Linked DNA regions of Hordeum vulgare: all the other regions are linked to region 3. A link is a contact called in public Hi-C data. All regions are on one chromosome and are shown on one strand. The core of a region is the stretch at or near the end of the contact, and the rest is flanking DNA. Distances in the headings are between cores, read along the strand shown.

Region 1 (3,104 bases), core at 291-2,790, 550 kb before region 3:
CAAAAAGTATTGACATTTAATATGAGTGATAGCGCTCGCTATTGCGCTAGCGCTATTGCGGATGCAATAGCGGATGCTATCTTCGCTATTTAAAACTAATCACATCAACCCCATAAAAACGACAAATGCTGGAGTAATAAACACAAAGAGAAAAGCAAACGAACGAAAGAGAGAAAGATTACCCGAATTCAAGAGTGAGATGCATGGCTGAAGGACAGAAGCGATGCAGATTGATTGGGTTTTAGAATTTCCTTGTTGGAATCAGGCCAAGAGAAAAGTGAAGATAAAAGGCAGAAGGGGACAGGGTTGCGGAAAAGGGAAGCCGGTAGTTAAGTTGTTGGAAGCGTTGGAGGCGTGCAAGATTGCACGGTGTGGTCGGCAGCGGAGAGCGGTGTTGCAGTGGAGGGCTTCGGCAGCGGAGGAGGAGGAGTGTACGGCGGTGTGTGGGCGGCGGCGGCGTGCTCGAGTACCTGTTCGAGTGGGATTAGGTTAGCTTTATTTTTTGAGAGAAATTAGGTTATTAGCTAGCAGTCAGCGGCGGGGCCAGGATTAGAGCAAAGCCCGGGCCTAAAAAAAATTCAACATGGAAAAACTTTGGCACTTATAACTACCCAAAAACTCATCATGACATTTAGAAGAAGACCATATGTGATAACATACAAAGTAAATTTTAATTGTTCAATAATTCTAGAATTTAACCTCAGTACTTAACAATCAAACAAAAGAGATAAAATATGAAAAAACTGAAACCCCAGGTGTAGACTCTTCCACTGCCGACAACGATGAAAAATATCTCTTCATCTTCTATTTTTGTAACATGAAAAGAATTGACAACAAAATGCTCCAGTTTCAAATCAACAATGCATGTGGCATATAGGCACAGTTGGTTCAAGTTTCTGCTACAACATGAGATGACTGAATAGTTGGTTCAAGTTTCAATTAAAACCTTCTTCATACATAGACAGGGGCTATACGTAGATACATACTCACTGAAAGATTGACTCTTGGAGTCTTGGTTGGTTCGAGTTTCTGCTACAATTCGAATCAGGTAAATAGTTGGTTCAAGTTTCAATTAAACACAAAAGGAACAGAGCAGGTATTGAAATCTTGAATTGACTCATAGCCGACAAATCGTAGCATTATATATCTGAGAAAATTACCTGTCGTCTGGACGGACGGACTGCTGGTTGCGCGGGGAGACGGGGAGTAGGGGAGAGGCCGGAGTAGAGGCTGTAGAGCGGCGGCGGCGTCCGCCTAGACCTAGAGGCTAGAGCAGCACCGGCTGTCCTGACAGGACGGCCGCCTGGCTGGGGAGCTTGGGGGGCAGGGGTGGGGGGAAGTCGAAAGGCAGGGGGCGGGGCAGTCCCTGGCAGGAGTGTGGGGGCAGTCGCCGGCAGCCGGCGGCGCGGCGCACTGGCAGGTGTCGCGGTCGCCCTCCCTCCGTCCCTCGCGTGCGTTCGTGCGAACTGCTTCTAGGTCGTACGTCCGTCGTGGGCTCTCGTGGCTGAGTGTGAATCGGTAGCTGGGCGCCTGGGCCTTGGCTATGTCGTCGGCTAGGTTGCGGACCTATATGGAGAAGAGGCACGGCCCAGGCACGCCCTGGGGGCCTGGGGTTCAGATCCGGCGCGCCTTTAAAACATGTTAATCATGCATTTCAAAAATATTAAATGTGTATAGAAAACTGTTAATAAAGTATTTGAAAATGTTAAATACAAATGTTGACCATGTCTTAAAAATATATAAACTTGTATTGTATTAAAAAATGTTAAAACTTGCATGTGCAAAATGTTAATCAAGTTTTTGAAAAACGTTAAATGTATATAGAAAAATGGATGACCGCGTATTAAAAAATTATAATATTTCATTTAGAATATCTTAATCAAACATTAGAAAAGTATTAAATGCATGTAAGAAAGTGTTAACCATGCATTAAAAAACTAGCTTGGCACTTTAAAAACAATAATCAATCATTTGAAAATGTTAAAAATGTATATACAAAATTGTTAACCATTTATTAGAAAAAATGCTAATCCTTTTATAAAAAAATGTTAATCAAGGAATTGAAAAATATCTAAAACGTGTATGGAATTTTTTTACCAAGTACTTAAAAAATGTTAAACTTGTATTTGAAAATGTTAAACGGGCATTAGAAAATTTCTATACTAAAAATGTAGAATGAAAACGAAGAAGAATAAAATGAAAATCAAAAAAGAAACAAAGAAAAAATTGAAGAAATAAGTGAAAAGTATAAAAAATCTATGATAAACGATAAAGAAACAACGAAAACTAAAAAACCATTGAAAACCAAGAAAAAATGAAAAAGGAAATGAAAAAGGAAGGAAAATGAGAAAATGAAGAAGAAAAATTATATGAAAAAATGATAAATAAATAAATAAAAGTTATATTCAAGAATAAAAGAAACCAAAAAAATAAAGAAAATAACAAACAAGTGAAAACCAAGGAAAAACAAAGAAAGCAGAAGTTATATCAAGCAATAAGAAAAACCAATGAAAACGAGTGAAAAACAAAAAGATCAAAAAAAGGAACCGAAGCAGCATCGAATATGCAGCAATCGATCAACAGCGAGTGAGTAAATGTGCTAATAGCTCGGCCCACTCGCGATGCGCTTGATGTGAGAGCTTGTTCCAGCTTGCTATACATAAGATATATCTCTCGCTGGAGATCGTCCTAGCAGTTGTGGACTGTAATTGGGTCATACATGTTGGGGAACGTTGCATGGGAACAAAAAAATTCTACGCACACGAAGACCTATCATGATGATGATCATCTACGAGAGGGAGATCAGATCCACATACCCTTGTAGATCGCTAAGCGGAAGCGTTAATAAACGCGGTTGATGTAGTGGTACGTCTTCACGATCCGTTCCACGAACCGTCCCACGATCCGTCCCACGAACCGTCTCGTGATCCGTCCTGATCAAGTGCTGAACAGACGGCACCTCCGCGTTCCGCACACATACAGCTCGATGACGATCTCCGCCTTCTTGATCCAGCAAGAGAGACAAGGATGTAGATGAGTTCTCCGGCAGCGTGACGGCGCTCCGGTGGTGGTGGTGATCTATTCCTGCAGGGCTTCGCCCGAGC
Region 2 (3,226 bases), core at 604-3,103, 640 kb after region 3:
TTTCCACATATACATGAATTTATAGCAAACAAATCAGTGCCAGAGGAGCTGGGAGGTGGCCCCAAGCCATCAGGGCGCGAACACCCCCTGGGCGTGTCTTGTTAGCTTGGGGGCACCACGTGTGCCTTCTGGTCTTTTTGTGAAGCTTCCAAGTCTTATTTTGTCCAAAAAATCATCAAAAAGTTTCTGGGTATTTCGACTTTGATTGGTACAATATTCCTGAAAAGCGAAAACATATAGAAAACATCAACTGGTACTTGACACCGGGTTAATAGGTTAGTGCTCAAAAATAATATAAAATAGAAATTAAATATAAAAAAGTATCCTAAAATGATAATATAATAACATGAATCAATAAAAAAAATCCAAACAATTGTGCAAGGAAATCAGCTCTCAAATCCACAAATAATTTGCTACCCATGATGGTAGCTACACATGACCCCAATTTTTTATTTTTATTTTTTATTATAAATTATTTTGGACTATGAAAAATAACTCTATAATAAAAATATCGCGACTTTGGACCACCAACCAAGCAAACACACAGTTATGCCAAAAATGCAAACAAGTGTCCCTTTTTTATAAATGAGGCATTGAGTTCCAGTAGCATTAGCACATGTGTATTTTTCTTGTATAGGAATAACCTTTTCTCACTTTTATTTGTACTTTTATTACTTTTTAACACGAGTTTATTTTTTATGTGTAGAAAGGGTGTTTTCTCATTTTTGTCAGTCTTTTTGTTTGCATTTTTGGCATAACTATGTGTTTGCTTGCTTGGTGGTCCAAAGTCACGATAGTTTTATTATAGAGTTATTTTTTATAGTTCAAAGTAATTTATAATAATAATTAAAGATAAAAAATTAGGGTCATGCGTAGCTACCATCATGGATAGCAAATTATTTCTGAACTAAATATAGTAATAGATAAAAAGATAAAGAAATCCAAGCACTGAACATTTATAGTATACATTGAACATTTTCGTAATATACAATGAACATTTCTTAAATAGACATTGAATCTTTTGTGATATACGCTGAACAATTTGAGAAAACAAATGGAACCATTTTGTGATATACGTCGTACAATTTGGAAATACATATTAAACATTTGTCAATACAATAAATAATTTGAAAATACACATTGAACATTTTCGTAATATACAATGAACATTTCTTAAATACACATTGAACCTTTTTTTGACATACGTTGAACAATTTGAAAAAACACATGGAACCATTTTGCGATATATGCTGAACAATTTGAAAATAGACATTGAACATTTGTCATTTACATTAAATAATTTGGAAATACAGATTAAACATTTAGTAATATACATTAAACATATTTTAAATGCACAATAAACATTTTGCTAATGTACAGTGAATCTTTTGTTAAATATACAATGAACATTTTTGTAATCCACGATGAACTCTTATATAATACACAAAAATAAAAAGAAAAAGTACAAAATAAATACAAGAAACACAAATTATTCATCAAAACATTTCCTCATAATGCAAAAATAAACGACAAAACATTTCCTTATAAAGTATTAATGGACGAAAAATGAAAAAAAGAAAAGAGAAAGAAAATAAAGAAAAGAAAGAAAAAGATAAAACCAGAAAAAAAGAACATGAAATAACCAGAGAGTAAAACAAAACAAAAAAGGCAACTGAAGAAAACACAACAAAACAATTGAAAAACCAGACAAAACATTGAGAAAATCGAAAGAAAAAACCACAGAAAAAAACACACAGGAAACGGCGGACGAGCAAAACACAATGCCGTACGTGGGCCGGCCCAACCGGACGGTCGCCTCAGCGAAGGCTCAACATTCTGACGCTAACGAGCGTCCAATAGGGTTCGCCAGTCCAAAACCCCCAGTTCGAGCGCGGCGCCGGAGCACAGATAGCTCCCCGTGAACACCTCCATCTACGGCGGCGATGGCCGGCGTCGGAGCCGATGGCGGAGGAGATACGGAGATGGGCGGCTGGTCAGAGCTTCTCAACACCTCCACCAAGCTCCTCGAGCAGGCCGCCCTCACCCCTCACTTCCCTGCCCTCCAGGTGATGCATCGCGCTCTTCCTTGCCCTCCTCGCCCGCATCTATCTCTTGCCGCGCCCGAGCCTCCCTTGCTTTTTTCCGCCTGATGGGTTCGTTGTTGTTGGCCCGCGCAGAGGAACCTGGACCAGCTCGAGGTGCTCTCCACCAAGCTCAAGGCCAAGACGATCCGCGCCGAGGCGCCGTCACAGTCGCTCTCCGCCACCAGGTTGCTCTCCTGGACCCCTTTAGTTAACTCTGAGAGAGCCTCTCTGCCCATCTCCCCGTCGTGTTTCGTTCGAATCAGGATTGCCGCTTCTGGTGTTTTGGATTGGACTTAGGGTTTCGGCTGTGCATCTGCAGGTTGCTGGCGCGCGAGGGGATCAATGCTGAGCAGCTCACCAGAGACCTCAAGTCATTCGAACTCAAGGTGATTAGCTTGTAAACCTGGAAAATGCATGCAGGGTTCATTTCAGAGAATGCTATATAGATAATCTTATGTGTCGGTCGTTTAGACGAGGCAGTTGATTTTCGTAGTCTTGACATTTTGTGCTGCACTCTTTTTTCTTTCATCCATAGCCGACTATCGGGGCTCTTCACTTGTTTTTTTCGATTAGCAGTATTAATAACTTCCTTACTTCACGAAGAGGCAGAACTCGTGCTGGTTGCCTGAAAGAAAAGAATAACATGAATAACGTCACCTTCTTAGCTTCTTACATAAGATCCTAGTTTAACTTTTAGACACACATTCCCTAGTCTTTTTTTGAGCTTGTAATCCACTTTATTAATACACACTCCCTATGTCTGGAGGCTGCAAATCACTCGCTTATCTGAAACAATGTTTTCTAGTCTCAGTTGAGGCAATGTAGTGTTTTCATGTAAAGTTTCCTACTCAAAGTCAGAAAATATTGTTGTGAGTGGTCAAGTCAGATTTTACTACTTATCATAGTGTAACAATCTTTCGCCACCAATTAGGCCAGCACGTATTACCTCAATATTGTTTTCTACCCTGTTGGTCAATGTATATATCCGCTTGCTTGTTACTGTACATCTACAGCTCTTGAATATCACTCAGGCAACATGTTATCAGTATACATCATAGTGGCATTTTTTTTAATTGTAGACCACCTTTGAGGATGTTTTTCCATCGGAAGCAACTTCTGTCGAGGAATACCTGCAACAGGTG
Region 3 (3,126 bases), core at 187-2,686:
ATCCCAAAACTATGAGGGGAAAACCCGTCACTAACGAAAATATGATGCTTGAGAGCAACAAAATAGAGGATAACATTTTTCCATAGAGGGAATAAAGAGAAACTTGGATTATCTTGAGATGTTCGATGTTTGTCTGTCGTACAAAATCACGCCCACTAAAGATATGACAGTCAAGCGCACTAACATCGGTGGGTAGGTATACCACAAGTCGAGGTGACACGAGCTGCCACACGCATAATCTCATGTACACATTGTGTATATGGGACTAGCTATTTTTGTTTTCTCCGATGCAACGACACACACATGTTCCCTAGTACACTATAATACAAATAGCGAGTGTGGAATAGTGAGGGTATGGTGTGAAGAATTGTCCGTAGGCAATCAACTAAGCTACTAATTCAATTATCGTCAGTTATATGCATGAGAGGGCTCTCCTAACATGCTCTTCTTTACTTAGAATTTTATGTACTTATGATTGAAACTATTAGCAACCATCCACGACTAATAACAAATTGGAAAAAAGAAAAGTCCCTAGTAGTTTTTTCTATGTGCTTCACAATCGGTGCTATGAGGCCCAAGGTGTGCTGTTGATATTCATGACCATTATTTTGTAGACCGGTGCAACTGTGACATGTTGCAACACAAGATCCTTCGCGAGAGCGAGGGCTTCTCAACATGAAAGAGCCTTGAGGATTGTAAGATATGGCAAACCCTGATAAACAAGAGCCGACAAAACTACATATGAGCCATCATTATACAACCGATATAAAGCTCCTCTACATGTTCTTGTCAATCGCATCATCAACATTCATTTTATGACAATTGGTGATAGTGAAATCCAAGTCCGGGTTACATCAGGTGCGTGCACCCGCGGTCTAGCCTTAGACTTTGGTATTGCATTTTTAAGAATGGACATGTAACGAATTATGAACATATGTATAAACATTAGACTTTGATGTTTGCCTCCGTCTAGATCACCCACGAAGTCACTAATAAAGAACAATGGACATGATAGGAAGTGGGTGACATAGTTTACGCGTATTGGGTTGCAACAACCAAAAGTAACAGATTTGTATCAGAAACGATCAGCGAAAAAATGAGCCACGCGGTCCAACGACTGAGTACGTGCGCTCACTACATTATTTTAAAACTGTTAACAAACAGGGCAGTCTTTTGCCAAGATTGATCAGATTCCTTCTACCCATATGCAAGCAACTCTTTTGCCGAAAGTGTCAAAACTAGCCGTTTGAACATCCCAAATCGAGATTCTTCGCAAAAATAAAAAAATATAAGCATCCCAAACAGGAAGGCGTCCGCGGAAACGACACCCTGTGCGCCATCAGCGGCAGGATCAGATCTGAACGGCTCTAATATCCCGACCCGCAGCCCAGGAACCTTCTAGAGCCCCTCTCCCGTCCTACAAAATCCCCGGTTCCGCCCCCTCTACTCTTCCTCTTCAAACCCTAGTCCTCCCTCCCTCCTCAACACGCCGCCGCTCCCCCTCCTCCGGAAGAAAAACCCTAGAGAGCTTTCAAGCTCCCCGGAGCGCGAGAGATGGCGGCGAAGGGCGATGGGCCGGCTATCGGCATCGACCTCGGCACGACGTACTCGTGCGTCGGCGTGTGGCAGCACGACAGAGTCGAAATCATCGCCAATGACCAGGGCAACCGCACCACGCCGTCGTACGTGGCCTTCACCGACTCCGAGCGCCTCATCGGTGACGCCGCCAAGAACCAGGTGGCGATGAACCCCATCAACACCGTCTTCGGTGAGCGCCTATTTGCTTTTGCATCCGTTGCACGCTCAGATCTGTCTACTATCTTCATAAAATGATTAGTAGTCTACCTCGATCTGCTCCGTTTAGTCTGTTTTATTATCATTCGCATGGGTTCTAGCTTGATATGTTATTGGTCCTGTATCTTGATCGCTTAGATCCGTGGTAGCTGTAGAGGTTTCTGTGCTGGCAACGGTTAGTTAGTAGAGGTAGCTGTTAGTGGTTGGTGTGAATGTTTCAGATCTGTTATAGTTAGTATACATTGCTTTCTCGGTTGATCTTGTTAGTCATTTGGTGTCACTTAGATCTATTTGTTTAAAGCAGATCTGTACAGTCTGTTATTTTACACTTCCATCGACACAGTTTAGAGGAATGATACATATTAGACATGTATTATTAATGTCATTATAGAGTTTGATTTCTTTGTCTTGCCAAGTGCTTTTGGTTTGACATGTTTTAAATCTACATTGTCTTGGTTGATTTATGCCTGGTTGTTAGAATACTAATACCAGAGTATCGATGTTCTGATTCTTTAACAAATCCCACTTGGTTGTATGATATACTTGTTGTTCACTGTGCACTTCATTGATTCTCATTCTTAAACTGCATGCTAGGATTCTGTGCCAATCTTTGTTGTTTTATCTTATCAATTAGTTATTATTGGTGTTTCTGTTTTATTTCTGGAGCTAGCAGATTGATGATGAAATAAAATCCAAGCGCTCTTCTGCTGAATTTATGATGGATGGCTCTGGGCTATTAAGTTTGCTACCTCATTTTGTGAAGCGGAATTGGGGTGAATCCCTCCTTTTTTGCCCGTCTAATTTTAGATGTGTCAAAATAGGGCAGCAAGCTGAATGTGCCCATGGTTTTCATGGTTTTCAATCTGAACAATCTGTGGCTCAATCACTCATTCCTTTTTTTTTTGCTACTTATGGGATTTTGATGTGGAGTTCATTTTGTCTGGTTTATTCTTGATGGGAGAAGTGATGATATCATAACCATACCACATTTCTGCATTCACTGTGATGATCAATTTACATCATGCACTACCATCTGATCTCCCATTGCTATTTTTACTGTTGAGATATTTTCATATGATTAAACTTTTTAATTCTGAAGCCAAATTCAATGATAAACCTGTTTTATTGCTGTGCAATCTGTGATGCAAACAATCCCATTTGCTGAATCACTGTGATTATTATCAACAAGATCACCATCTTTTGGCTGAGATTGCATGGCAAGTTCATGTTAATTTGTTTGATGCAATGTTTAAACTCTTGAATTCTGAAAGCCGAATTCAATGCTAAATCTGTTTTGTTGCTGTGAAACATGTGATGCAAACAATCCCCATT

Evidence for each region. A called contact is a pair of places that touch in the nucleus more often than the background predicts.
Region 1: a contact with region 3 is called in a Hi-C map of seedling, with 6 times the contacts expected there. The contact joins the promoter of LOC123396518 here to the promoter of LOC123395310 in region 3. A contact is called at or near these places in 3 of 6 Hi-C or Micro-C datasets (leaf and seedling) and 1 of 1 datasets of contacts at active chromatin or transcription factors (embryo).
Region 2: a contact with region 3 is called in a Hi-C map of seedling, with 4 times the contacts expected there. The contact joins the promoter of LOC123399829 here to the promoter of LOC123395310 in region 3. A contact is called at or near these places in 2 of 6 Hi-C or Micro-C datasets (leaf and seedling) and 1 of 1 datasets of contacts at active chromatin or transcription factors (embryo).

Annotation. Positions count from the first base shown.
Region 1 is chr5H:92,330,701-92,333,804 of MorexV3_pseudomolecules_assembly, reverse strand. LOC123396518 (ubiquitin-related modifier 1 homolog) reads right to left here and starts at 1,540. Exons shown (of 5, transcript XM_045091436.1): 1 at 1,161-1,540; 2 at 183-470. The coding sequence starts at 205.
Region 2 is chr5H:91,135,653-91,138,878 of MorexV3_pseudomolecules_assembly, reverse strand. It overlaps LOC123399829 (nuclear pore complex protein NUP93A-like), which reads left to right and starts at 1,853. Exons shown (of 15, transcript XM_045094208.1): 1 at 1,853-2,066; 2 at 2,178-2,269; 3 at 2,404-2,470; 4 at 3,164-3,223. The coding sequence starts at 1,944.
Region 3 is chr5H:91,780,117-91,783,242 of MorexV3_pseudomolecules_assembly, reverse strand. It overlaps LOC123395310 (heat shock cognate 70 kDa protein 2-like), which reads left to right and starts at 1,436. Exons shown (of 2, transcript XM_045090294.1): 1 at 1,436-1,768. The coding sequence starts at 1,555. LOC123400511 (a small nucleolar RNA gene) reads left to right here and starts at 2,926; the gene lies at 2,926-3,009. LOC123400508 (a small nucleolar RNA gene) reads left to right here and starts at 2,751; the gene lies at 2,751-2,837.